2 separate regions of the Mus musculus genome follow, and region 2 is linked to region 1. The links are chromatin contacts, called in public Hi-C maps. All regions are on one chromosome and are shown on one strand. The core of a region is the stretch at or near the end of the contact, and the rest is flanking DNA. Distances in the headings are between cores, read along the strand shown. Region 1 has its middle 18 kb from the start of Gm34049. Region 2 holds the start of Syt6 (synaptotagmin VI).

Region 1 (6,349 bases), core at 2,269-4,768:
CACAGTGAACACCCTGGCAGAGACAGCTTTTCACACATTCCTGTTTATTTCCTAAGGGCAAATTCCTGGAAGTAGAATTTCTCAGTCACATGCTTTGGCCATTTTGAAGGCTTTGAAATATACAATACTGAATTATTCCTCAGAATAAGTTGTTTAATATTATGATTAAATGCCAAATGAAAAACTTTATGGAAATTTGAAATATGGATAAGACAACAGAGACTATGTCACCCACCCCCCAAATATAACTGTCACTTAGATTCAATTATGATCAATTTATAGCCAAAGTGTTTCTCCTACACCTCCCCCATTTGGCTGAGTTGTGTTGAACGGGATCCAAGGTGTCATAGATATTTTCAATATTTCTCTTGAACAGCAGAATATTCTGAACAACAAAAGCTCCCATTTCAGAGAGGCCTGGTGAAATCACTTGAACTGAGTAATTTGAGATTACATCCCAGGTTACCTGAGTCAGGGGAGAGCCACACCCTGGTGTAAACAGACCAGTGGGAAGCCATGGTATAGTGGTTTCTTCCCTGTCCCATGGAAGCCAATGGCCCTACAGGAAAAGAACATTGAAACTTCACTCCTGAGGGTTCGCAGGGCTTTTTCTGAGCCTCTGTATTCCCCAGATGCACGCCATCCTTCGTCTATATTAAGCAGAAGTAGATAATGCAGCCCGTTTGCGGCTCCTGTGTGTGTAAATATTGTGATTCCGGTGTACAGTGATGGCTGCCGAGCAACAGGCTTCTCTTTGACTTCTGCTTACAATCTCCTGGCTGACTGAATTTTGTGACAGTAGCTGATGTGGCGTAGCATCAACAAGCCAGCGCAGTCTTGGGATGGGAATGCAAGTGATTTCCTTTCTCAATCAAGTATTGTTGGTAAGTACAATGCTGGCTCTCTGCCTTCCTGGCTCTCCAGGAGTTTTGCAAAGGACTGTACCAAGGAGCAAACTGCATGATGGCAGAGGTATGGTCCTGAGGGGAAGTGGGAGTTAATTTTGAGGCCCAAATCAGCCAATTAGCAGATAACGAGCAGGAGGAGATCTGTCTTGTAGACCAGAATGGTAAGTGGACAGCTGGTGAATACTTGAAGTTGATTTCCAAATGTCAAATTCAAAATTTCACTGTAGTCACTCCCAAGGCACTGCAGGAGTTCCGGGGGTCACGCAGCATTGCTTTAAATAACACACAGGACAATGTCTGTATCATCCGGGTGCCGAAGGGCTGAGGCAAACAGGGCTGGGTTACAATCTCAACTCTGGTCAAGTTACTTGTCCATTCATTCACTGATTCCATGAAAACGCTGAGGATACATAGCTGCTGCACCAGACACCTTGTCTGGCGCTGACTCCATGACAAGCAAGGCATTGTTTCTGTCGTTAAGGAGAGCTAGTAGTCTAGGGTTGGGCAAATGGCTCAGAGGTAGGAGCACTCACTATATTACTATGAAGACGTCAAGTTTAAAAAGCATGGTGTGGTTGATCATGCCTGTAATCCCAAAGCTGGTGGAAGGACAGAGATAGGAGGATTTCTGGGGCTTGCTGGCTAGCAAGTCAAGCTGGGGAAAAATACCAGAAGAAGGCTGTAAGCTGGCTTAGTGAGTAAAGGCACCTGCTGCTAACTCTGATGACCTGAGCTGGATCTCTGGAACGCAGACTGCAGACGGGGAGAACTGGCTTCCACTAGTTCTCCTTTCACCGAGGCAAGCTTGTTTCCACCTCTAACCTGACACAAATAAGTTAATAAATGTATTTAAAAATGTTAAAAACTGATAAAAAAAAATTCAGTGACACTGTCCCAAGAGTATAAGGCAAGTGTTAGAGCTGGACACCTGATGTCCTTCTCTGACCTCTGTGTATTTGCACATATGAGCACATGTGCGTGCGCGCGCGCGCACACACACACACACACACACACACACAGTTGCACATATGCATATGCACGCACATGTACACAAATAAACACATACATGCACACAGACACACATACATGTACACACACATACACACAGGTTCACACGTGCACACAAACACATATGCTAGTGAAACTCACACAATTATAAGTAAGTGAAAGGCGGCAAAGGAACACACGGGAAAAAGGAAGGTCAGGGTCTTCTAAAAGGAAGCAGCTTCTTAGTCAAAATTAGCCAGTAAGAATCAGCCAGGCACGGTGAGGAAGGAAAACACAAGAGCTGCCCTGTGGGCAGAGCGCCCCACCTTTACAGTAGCCCTGGCAGACCTATGGCCCGCTATTGCAAAGGACTTAGGTATATCACCAGAATGGTCCCTATTAACCCAGTGAGCACCAATGTACAGACAATTCCATTGTGCTTACTGGGGTTGTGAATCTTGCACTTTGGGTAACTGAAAAATAGGCCAAACCCTGACTTGACAGTTTCCCTGGGCTGACTTAGAAATAGGGTCTGGGATCTGCAACCCTATAGGTGGAACAACATTATGAACTAACCAGTACCCCCGGAGCTCGTGTCTCTAGCTGCATATGTAGCAGAAGATGGCCTATTTGGCCATCAGTGGAAAGAGAGGCCCATTGGTCGTGCAAACTTTATATGCCTCAATACAGGGGAACGCCAGGGCCAAGAAGTGGGAGTGGGTGGGTGGGGGAGTTGGGGGGGAGTGGGTGGGGGGGTATGTGGGGGACTTTTGGGATAGCATTGGAAATGTAAACGAAATAAATACCTAATAAAAAAAAAGAAATAGGGTCCTCTTCCATCCCATGACTGCTAGACACGGTCAGTGCAGTCTCCACTCTCCTTAGTAACACTGCTCCTGACCTCACACCCGACTGGTGGCTCTGGATTCAAGGCCACCGTACAATAGAGGAACACCAGTGACATATCCCAAGCCATTTTCACAGCTAAAAATAGTTCCCTTAAATGACATCCACTCGGGCCCCTGGGAATCCCCCATAACCATCGGACATCTCAAAGGAAATGGTACCTGTTCCAGGTCCCATGGATATCCTCTGGGATGCACTCCCTAGTCTCAGGTTTGCCATAACCCTAATATCCATGTCATACAGTTCTCCAATTCCACTGGTTTGGAATTCACTAACCTCTTGGCCACACCAAAAGGTACGTGGTGTGTGTGTTCTTTGGGACTAATCCTCTGTATAGCCCTCTCACAGTTCATACAGGATGATCAACCAGAACTCCATGTCCTGGTCCATGTGGTACCCCAGCTATTATATTATCAGGGAGAGAGGTGTTGGCCAGCAACACCTACAGACCTCTCATCATCATTTGTGCCACTCCAGGCCCAACATTATCTGTGCCCCCCAAAATGGAAATAGGCTGTCCGTAGTGTTTAGGCTTTTCCCAACCAAGCAAGATTTCAGGGATGATTCTTAAAGCCACATCTTGCTTCATGAAACATCAGAGAGAAATCTGGTCAGGAAACTCCAGAAAATAATTTCTCAGCCATCTGTCTTCCCCTGAATGGCAGCCAGAGATCGCTCACCAAGTCATGTGTGGCAGCTCAGTTGGAAAGAGACCCAAGCCAAGGTGCCAGGGTAGCTGTGCTCTGTTTGGTGATGGCAGCTGCTGGCAGGCTGCTCCTGGGTCAGGGGGAACAGATGACTTAAGGACAAGAAAATGGGCTCCCCAAACCTTCCCAGTTATTCAATGATTGAACTTCACTTCCATCTGACAAGGCTGATTCACTGGCCAAGCCCTGACTGGGGTGTGTGTGTGAGGGGTGGATGGTGGTGGTGCGGGGAGATGGGTAGAGACTGGGCGGGGCAGGGCGGGGGGTGGCAGACTCTACTTATGCCAATTTAGTATGGTCATAGTTAGAAAGAAATGGGAGCTGGTTACCTAGAATAGTATCTTCCCCAGTTCTCTGAGATTCTTTTATGCCCAGGTGCCCCTAGGCTTGGAAGCAGGACAAGATCCTCAAAGGATCTGTTGAAAGCTGGCTGGCCTTCGATCAATGATCTGTGTGAGCTTTCAAGGGGGAAGCAGGGAGAGGAAAGCAGGACAGACAGGCACTGCTCTCCAGGAGAGGCAAGGTGTTTGCACTTGAGGGAGAGCCCTCTGACCTCCTTCCCACCTTCCAGGTGCGGCACCCCTGACTGGAGCTGAGCAGGCAGGCAGCCTCCTCCTCTTCCCTGGAGTCCTTTCTCACCAGGAGGTATCATGGAACAATTGTGACTGAGTTAGAGCCTAGCTGTTGCCAGAGTCCTCATGTCCTCTAACCACTCCCATTTAACTGCACAGAACAAGGATTTTTGTCACCAGGAAAAGGGAACAAACAGACAAAAAAAAAAAAACGAAGCCAACAAACAAGAAGAAAAAAAAATAATAAGAAAAGCTCATAGGTCTCTTCTCTACCTGCCACCTTCCCCTCATCAGCTTGTAGCTCTAGAGGGTGGAGGGCTGAAGCAGATAGGATTGTATTCATGGTGGTGAAGGGAGGGTGTCTTAGAGTTACTATTGCTGTGATGAAATACCATAACCAAAGCAACTTGGGGAGGAAAGGGTTTATTTGGCTTACACATCCATCTTACTGTTCATCATCCAAGGAAGTCAGGACAGGACCGTGAAGGCAGGATCTGGCTTGCTGGTTTGCTCTTAATGGCTTGATCATCCTGCTTTCTTACAGAGCCCAGACCACTAGTCCAGGGATGGCCGCACCCACAATGGGCTGGGTCCTCCCCCATCAGTCACCAGTTTCTTAAAAAGTGCTGGACAGGCCTGCTTGTCTAACAGCTCAGTCTTCTGGACACATTTTTCTCACTTGGGGTTCTCTCCTCTCAGAATACTGTCCCTGTGTCAAGTTGACACAAAACTATCCAGCACAGAGGGTTCACTGAGATTCCCGGCACAAGCTGAGATGCTTTTGAAACCAGGTAATGTTATATGATCTCAGAGTGGGGACTGCTCATGTCTGGCTTTGCACAGAACTCACAGAGGACCTGGGAAGGTTTCTTTAACAGCAGCTTGATGGGTAAGTGGAGCTTCCAGAAGATCCGGCAAGGTGGCCCCAAGCAGTGAGGTAGCTGGAAATGTTATGAATCCCTGCCTTATTTTTCCTAAATTCCAAAGAAAAATAGGAAACAGATTATTTATAGTTTGGCACAAACCAATGGAAAGAAAGGGGTCTAATTTTCTCTTCCCACCCTGAACTGCAGCTGTTTTACAACTTATAGAAAACCATGGAACAAAGGTCAGACTATGCTAACTTGAGAATGAAAGCCCTCAGGTCTGGGCCTCAAGTGGGAAGTGGAGGTGGATTGTCCTTTTGGATAAGATGTTTGTTAGGGTCCAACAGAGAGTCAGACAGCACCAGGGTGGGGCCCTGACGAATGAGCGTTCAGGTCCAATAGGCAGAGTTGGGGTGTCTTTCTTATAGGTCCCAGAAGAAGAAGGGTGTTCATGGGGTCAGGCAGTCTCTGATTTTTGAGCAGCAGGGGGAGTGGACGAAATTCCGGGGAAGAGTGTGTCCTCTGAGGCTGTGGGAAGGAGGGGGGCATTTTGTTAACGTGTATCTTTTATATGGGTGGGGGATGGGCCAGCAATCCTGGAATCCAGGCACCTGGGTGTGTGAGATGGGTGTTTTTTGTTTTCTATAAAATGTAGTTAGCCTGACTAGGGTCTTCATTTATGAACCTCTTCCTTCTCCTTTGAGCCAATGAGCCAATCATATCATAATGTGAATGTGAATTCCCACCAATAGGATGAGGTACAGTTGCCGGGATAAAAGAGTTCATTTCAGCTGTGCAGCTCCACACTGGCTCCATTTGGGTGCTGGCACTCTCTCTTTGCTAAAAGAAATTGCCTTGCTGAGTTACTTCTGCTTTATTCCTGTGTTTCTTTGTGGGAAACCAAGATTATTCTTTTCCTAGCGTGGTGAGCCTGTTAGGGGTTCACAGACAGTACGAGGGAGGGCAGAGTACAGGACACATCCAAACAACAAATTCTCAGCACAAAGGAGATTACCCTGGAGGGGCAAGCAGGAGTGGACTTAGACTGCAAAGGTAGACAGGTCAGCAAGCAGCAGCAGCAACCCTGTTCTGTTCAGTTTAGGTGCCCTGCATGTTCTGGGCCTGGCAGAGGTCTTTCTCTCTAGGTCCATTCCTTTGATAAGCGTAGGGTAGAAGCTTTTTGTGTCTCTTCTTTTGGAGGTCGGTTTCCAGATCCACTTGCTAGTGAGTTCCTGAATGTACTTCGTAGTCCAGCCTACCCAAGCGGGGTTCCTTGGGGTGATGTTTGAAGGTGCAAATTTCTTGGCTCCACCCTAGGGACCCACAGACTCTGGAAGGAGCCTGGGAATCCAGTATCTACAGCCAGCAGGCAGACTATTGTTAAGTTTGTCGTAGAGGTTGTC
Region 2 (6,349 bases), core at 2,279-4,778, 92 kb after region 1:
TGGAGGGTCTGGGTCCAGTTCTCTGCCACCTCCCAGCTTGCACCACCAGGGATTGCCTCACTTTGCAGATGGACTATGAGAGCCCACCAGTCCTCCCTATTGTGAGGGTTGAAGGAGATAAATTCCTACTTGGCTGTTTGCATGGATTAGCCTAGCCAACGAGTACAGGTTGGCCTCTGAGCACCATACCTTCTGGATGCTTCTCTCTGATTTGGGAAAATACCTCAGAAAGCAGGGCATAAGGAAAGTAGAGAGAACAGAGGGGGCGGGCCTCAAAGCTGGGTTAGATCCCCTGTGGCTCTGAGGTACTTGACAAAGCATTAAGCTCCCTTGTGTCTAGTTCCCAGTTATCTCTCCCTGCACGTCTGTCCGACTACTCAGCTATGAGCGTCAGATGCCACCTTTACCTCTCTGGGAGGGCTGGGGTGGAGCGAGGCTGGGGAGAGGGCTCCCTATTTAGAAATTGCACTGAGATGGAAAGATGATATGACACATCAGTTCATGTCAAAAGAGCTCACTCTTCCGCCTACAGCATTAGCAATTTCCTATCAAGATTCAAATTAAAAAAAAAAGTGGTCCTCGTTTATTTTATTTGTCGAGTAATTCAACTAGACACGGCTGTTCTGAGTAGGGTGGGTGACTGCCCCAAGGGTGGATCGTGGGGTGGGGGTGGGGAATGTGTACTTTGGCTCTATGGGAAGAGCATGACAAGGGCATAGGAGTGGGAGGTCTTTGGCTTCTGCTTCAGATCTCTCAATCTACCTCAGGCCCCTTTTCTAGTCCCAGTCTGTACTTTGGAGCAGCCTGGTTTGGGGACCCCACAGTGGGAGAGCGGTAGCTAGGTGTGAGTTGCACCTGTGGAAAACCATTGTCTGCTTCTAGCCTTGACAATCTCCCCTTCACAAGGACACCGAAGTCCAGCAAGAGGCTGTGACTGCCTCAGGCCTCCTAGTACCCACATCCCTGTTTGGCACTTGGCCATGTTTTCTGTGTTCTTCTTTCTCTCTTCCCCACACCTAAACCTGCACTCCGCATAGTCTTTCTCCTCAGGGTTGAGTGGTCTGACATTTGGATGATGCCCTGGGAGGGTGAATCTGGTTTCTTCATATGGGACTACTTTTAGACGTGTTTAGGGGTTGGACTTGTGGGGCAAGGAGTCTTAGAGATACACAAGAGAGTTTTCTTCTGTTTTTGATTCTGGCTCCTCACCACAGTATTATCAGCAGCTGATGGCAAAGAGGAAGAAAACAGCTAGAATGAAGCTTGTCTTAGTGTAAGAAAAAAATATTTCTTAGTGTCACTTTCTGAATGTGTGCCATTATAGGTATCTGACTTGGTTTTTCTTATCTCCTACACCCACTGTCTCTGTGCTCGTCTCTTCTATCTCTTGTCAGTGTCTCTGTCTCTTTCCTGCAGTTACTCTGGCACTCCAAATGTCCTAGGAGCCTGGAGCTCAGGTTTCTTCCTGCAGCCCTGTCAGGGCAGAACCTCTTTCGCTCTGTTAGCTTGAGAAATGCCAGAGACGCAGAGCTGCCTGCCGAGTGTGGAGGTTGGATCCGGGAACAATGAGAAATTATCCGTTAATTCTCAGCTCCTGCCACCTGCTCTGCTCCGAACAGGCTCCTTCCCTTTCAGTGGAGAGGCAAATTCCCCTACTCAGTGTTAAGCAAAATATTGATTTCCCTGCGTCGCAGACCTGAGCCCTTGGAAAGGTGGTCCCCGTTTTTTGTTTTTGTTTTTGTTTTGTTTTGTTTTTCCATTCTTTGCAAAGGGAAACAAGGCGCTTTGTTCTGCTAATGTTCCCAGGAAACTCGAGAGGAGGAGGGAGAAATCGCCGCGGAGTGAGAGTTGCCATAAACACCAGCAGAGAGCAGCTCTCCATTTGTGTTTTACATAAACACAAAACCCCCGCTTGGGAAGCTGCTAATGAGAGTGTTGCCTGGGGCCTCGGAACTCCGAACTCTCCTCGGGGCTGAAATCTACATTGGTGATGGAGGGGAGGATATCGGGCGTCTGGGTTCCTCAGGTGGGTGGAAGGCAAGTGGAGAGGCAGAAGCTTACCTGTTGTTGGAACAGCAATCCAGCACCACTGCCTGGAAGGTGGTCTGGATTGAACCATGGATCAAGCCGTCCTCAGTCCCTTCCGCTCAAGTTCCCACACTTCTCTATGGCAGGCTCTAGGGACCCGGGTGGAAGCTGCGAACCCGCTATAATAGCCCCTCCCCACTCTTCCCTAACACAGCGCGCACAAGCTGATTATACCAACCGAATCTTCAGCACCGCGGACAGGGACACTGCGCCTGTTAGGAGAACCTCCAGGCTGAGAGAAGAGGTCTCTTAGGTTGAGGCCTTTCTCTTGCTACCCTGGGCACTGTCTGTCTCGTGTTTGCAACTATAAGGGCCAGTTGATGCGGCTGGTACAGATGGTGCATGGTGGTGATCGTCTGGAGCTACCGCTCCAAATCTCCTCTCTCTGGAACCTGAGTCGCAGCCCAAGCCACCTCCAATTAACGTGTATTCGGAGGAAGGACCCTCCTCCCTGACCACTCTCACTTGCACACACCAGCCCCGTAGCTGCAGGTGCAGGGGCTCCAGCTAAAGTTTCTTTCCCAGATCCTACTTCGGAAAGGCAACACAATGATGATAGGTGAAGGGTGGGAGTCTACTGTGATAGGGCCTTAAGGGAGTCGCTCTCCTGTCTGTTAGCAATGGCTCCTAGATTTCCAGGCCTGGGTGAAAGCATCCCGAAACTAACAGCCACCCTGCTTCTGAGTCTCACTTCACAGTTCCTGAGGGGAGCTCCTTTTACAGTCTAGCCTCCTATTTAGATTTCCGTCTTTTTGGTCCTTGTTATATATGCTTCATACAAAAATATATTATTTATGGTGGGTTTGGTCTGATGCGTGGAGGTGGGTCTGGTGGGAACCGAACCCCTTTCTGAAATGCTCCCCACTCCTATTCAGAAACTTTCTCCTCCTGTTGCCATGGAGAGAGACGGCCGCTGCCTCCAGTCGCCATAGCAACGTGCGGGTGCCTCGGACCGCAAGATTGCGGGGCTCTGAAAGTCTTCTTTACAGTTCCCCTCGCTCTGCCGTCTTGGGGTCTTATATCTCCGAAGCCCAGACCCGGAAAGTCTGGCTAACTTCTCCTGTTAACTCTCTTTGCAGGGTCCTCCCGCCATACAGTCAGACCACTCCTTTTTATGTTGTGTTATTGCGATGCCCACTTGTTTGGCATGTGGCAGTTTCCCCAACGTTTTCACAAGCACTACCTATATATTCCCAGGGAGCTCATAGAGCACCAGTAATTATTACACCTCGTTTACGAAATGGAAAACTGAGTCCCAGAAAGGCCCAAGGTCATATCCGCAGTGAGGACTCAGTTGGCCTTGATCCTGCATGATGTGGGACAGCGGGGTTGGAACCTGCCCGGACTCAGGCAAGTCCCTGAGTGTGGAGGGGGCGGCCGTGAGGCGCCAGACTTGCCAGCTGCCGCGGGATGCCACGTGAGGGGCGGGGACCCTGCGGGGAAGTGATTAAAAGCAGAGCGGAGCCTCAGGGGGCCGCTGCGGGGAGGGTCTTCTTGGGGCCTTCTTACCCCGCCCCAGTCCGGCCGCGGCTGGAGTTCGAGCCACTACTCCGCTGGCCTGAGTGTCCGGGGCATGAGCGGGGTTTGGGGGGCCGGAGGGCCTCGGTGCCAGGCGGCGCTCGCGGTCCTGGCTTCTCTGTGCCGGGCCCGGCCGCCCCCTCTCGGGCTGGACGTTGAGACTTGTCGGAGCTTCGAGCTGCAGTCCCCGGAGCAGAGTCCAAGCGCGGCAGACTCAGGTACTGGGAGACCCAGGTCCCTCTCCACTCCTGGATTTCTCTTCTCAGTGGCCTCCCCTGCCCAAGGTACCAGCCCAAGGGCCCCAGAACCTCAGAAGTCTAGCTCGGAGTCCCAGTCTGGGTCAGTTCCCTGGCTCACCGCCCGCAGGGAGAGATTCGAAGAGGACCTGAGAGGAGAGAACCCTTCTCCTTCCAGGTCACTAATTATGAGAGCCCGGAGATGCGGCATCCTTGGGGCCTCAGTTTCCCTTGTGTCTTGGGCTCATCCCAGGAGCGATTGGCCAGGGTGAGGGGAATGGAGACGTCCTGGGCACGGAGGAAAGCTGTGTTTCAGGGGGTGGGGGGCTGTCCAGGGTTCAGGATCTAGGATCCAGGGCTCATTAGTGACTGGGTAAAGGCTGGCGGTGCCACTGGGCTTGGGAAAAACTTGCGCCTGCAGCTGGCACGCGGTCTTTGTGTCCAGGTTTCTCAGCAGCGAGTGGCTGTCTGCGTCTCGCCGGGGGGGAGGGGGGACGGGGGGCGGGGTGGGGAGAGTGTCGTGGCGTACCCCCACCCCCACCCGGCACCCCTATAACTCGCTTCCTCGGTCTCTCTCTGACTCACTCGGACTCCGGGCGGGTGTTCAACTGAGCCGGTGCCTCTCACCGACTTTGCCAGGCGGGAACCTCCTGCCCCGGCCCCGCGGACCCTGCGCCGGACGCAACCCCGGCAGCCGCCAAGTCTAGGCGGCAGCCCGAGCCGAGTCCAGCTCCTGAGCCCGGGTGAGTCCTGAGCCCGAGCCCCTCGGGGACCCGGTCCTGCGTGCAGCCGCGACGTCTCGCGGGAGTCGCGACAAGAGGGGTGGCGTGTCGCGCCCTGGCGGCGGGAGCCGCGGGAGTGTCCGCGGCGTGACAGCCGACCGGCCCGGGTATGTACCTGCTGCACCAGTCTTTGCCGCCAAGCTCTCCTGCTGCAGCGGGATCCTTTGTCCCGCAATTAGGAGGGTACAGGACAGAGGAAGTATGGGTCGTGTCCCCTCGGAGGGAAGGGCCCGGGGGCAGCCTGCGGCCCGGAGCGAATGCGGCGTGGGGGTGGGGAGATCCTGCAGAGACCCAAGCGCTGGAGTTCCTTGGGGCTCTGCAGACTCACCGTACCTTGTCCGCGACTGAGACCCCGATCAAGACCCTGACCAAGACCCTAGTGGCTCCGGGCCTAGGCTTAAGTGGGAGTCGCTTCGTGGTTCCATATGGCTAGTGAGGGAAAGACAGGAGGGGGCTGCTAAAGGCAGAAATGTGGTCCTCACGCATCTCTCCAGGGACAGGTAATCAGGGACCAGGGGAGAGGTACCCAGGAGCAGGTGCAGGTCGGGCGAGCTCCCAGTGGCCTCAGATTCCAGAGCGCCTTTTCCATTTGAGGTTAAAGGTCAAAGATAGAGGAAGATTCCAGGTTAGGGATAGATCCTGTGAGAGGGAAGGTAGAGAGGTCAGGGGAGGCTGTGTGTATGCTCAGGGAGGGAGGCTGTATCCAGCCTTCTGTGAGTGGAGCCCACCTCACTTCTGTATGAGTCATTAGGGATCTCTCTCTCTCTCTCTCTCTCTCTCTCTCTCTCTCTCTTTCTCTCTCTCTCTCTCTCTGTTTAATCAATGAATTGACGACTGCAGTAGAAGAGACCAAGATTAGACATAAAAAACTTTTGAGAATGGCACAGTGATAAAAGTTGGCTCTGCCTCTTTGGGAGTCTCAGAACAGATGAGACTGACATTAGACACTGGTCCTCTGTTGTATCTCCTTCTACATCACCATGCTTCCGAGACAGCAATTCCCTCACGTCAAACAGTCACTTCCTACCTTCCCCCACTCCTTAGCTTCCTTCCATCTTTCCCTCAATGCTCCATCTCCAATGGAGTCTTCCCCCTGGGTCTGACTGCTCAGAATATGGAAGGCCAGCACACATCTTTGGAGTTCTGCCCTACTACCTGCCCAGGGCAAAAAGTGTTGTAGTTTGGGGGGGGGGTGTGCATTGTGAGTTTGACTCCAGAAAGATTCCTTTAATCTGAATGGCTGGGCTGAGGAGAACGAGGCAGGCTACCAGATACCCTAAGAGTGTGTTTGAGTTGTACACTCAGCCTGGCTCAGGGGAGCCTTAACATGGTGACTGCATCTGTCACAATCCCCAAGAAATCCAAGGTAGGACAAGAGATGCAGGTAGATAGAGAGCTGGATCACACCACAAGAAAATGGCTTAGTTGGCTCTGGAGCCTTGGGGATTTGGGTGAACTCTATGTCGGTGTTCAAACCAGGGTGCCAGACCTCCCACCTCCCAGCCTGCTCCTTGTAGCTCCCCCGCCCCCGAGACTCCAAGCAAAGCAACGTTAGATCTTTTCATCTGCACTTTTATGAGAAAGGAAATAACGCACGTGGGGAGAATGAGCTTAGCTCCCCTTCCCATCATATCTCCTTTCCTCCCTTCTGCCAGCTCCTGGGATTCTCAGTGATACCCTGAGCTTCAACAGATGAGACTCAGATTCCACTACCATTTGCACAGA

Evidence for each region. A called contact is a pair of places that touch in the nucleus more often than the background predicts.
Region 2: a Hi-C map of cerebellar granule neurons shows a contact between it and region 1, with 2.0 times the contacts expected there. The contact joins the promoter of Syt6 here to the enhancer-like site in region 1. A contact is called at or near these places in 1 of 39 promoter capture datasets (embryonic stem cells), 3 of 484 Hi-C or Micro-C datasets (cerebellar granule neurons, microglia and nephron progenitors), 4 of 115 datasets of contacts at active chromatin or transcription factors (SST interneurons, embryonic stem cells, memory CD8 T cells and 1 more) and 1 of 9 other capture datasets (adipose tissue).

Annotation. Positions count from the first base shown.
Region 1 is chr3:103,479,998-103,486,346 of GRCm38.p6, forward strand. No RefSeq gene overlaps it. Among named protein-coding and RNA genes, the nearest start is that of Gm34049, 18 kb to the right of the region's middle. Within about 2 kb of position 3,519, at least 10 of the 459 cell types and tissues checked have an H3K27ac peak or open chromatin away from gene starts, as enhancers often do. A contact at or near this core is called in cerebellar granule neurons, where this site is marked.
Region 2 is chr3:103,571,717-103,578,065 of GRCm38.p6, forward strand. Syt6 (synaptotagmin VI) reads left to right here and starts at 3,529. Exons shown (of 8, transcript NM_018800.5): 1 at 3,529-3,824. The coding sequence starts at 3,662.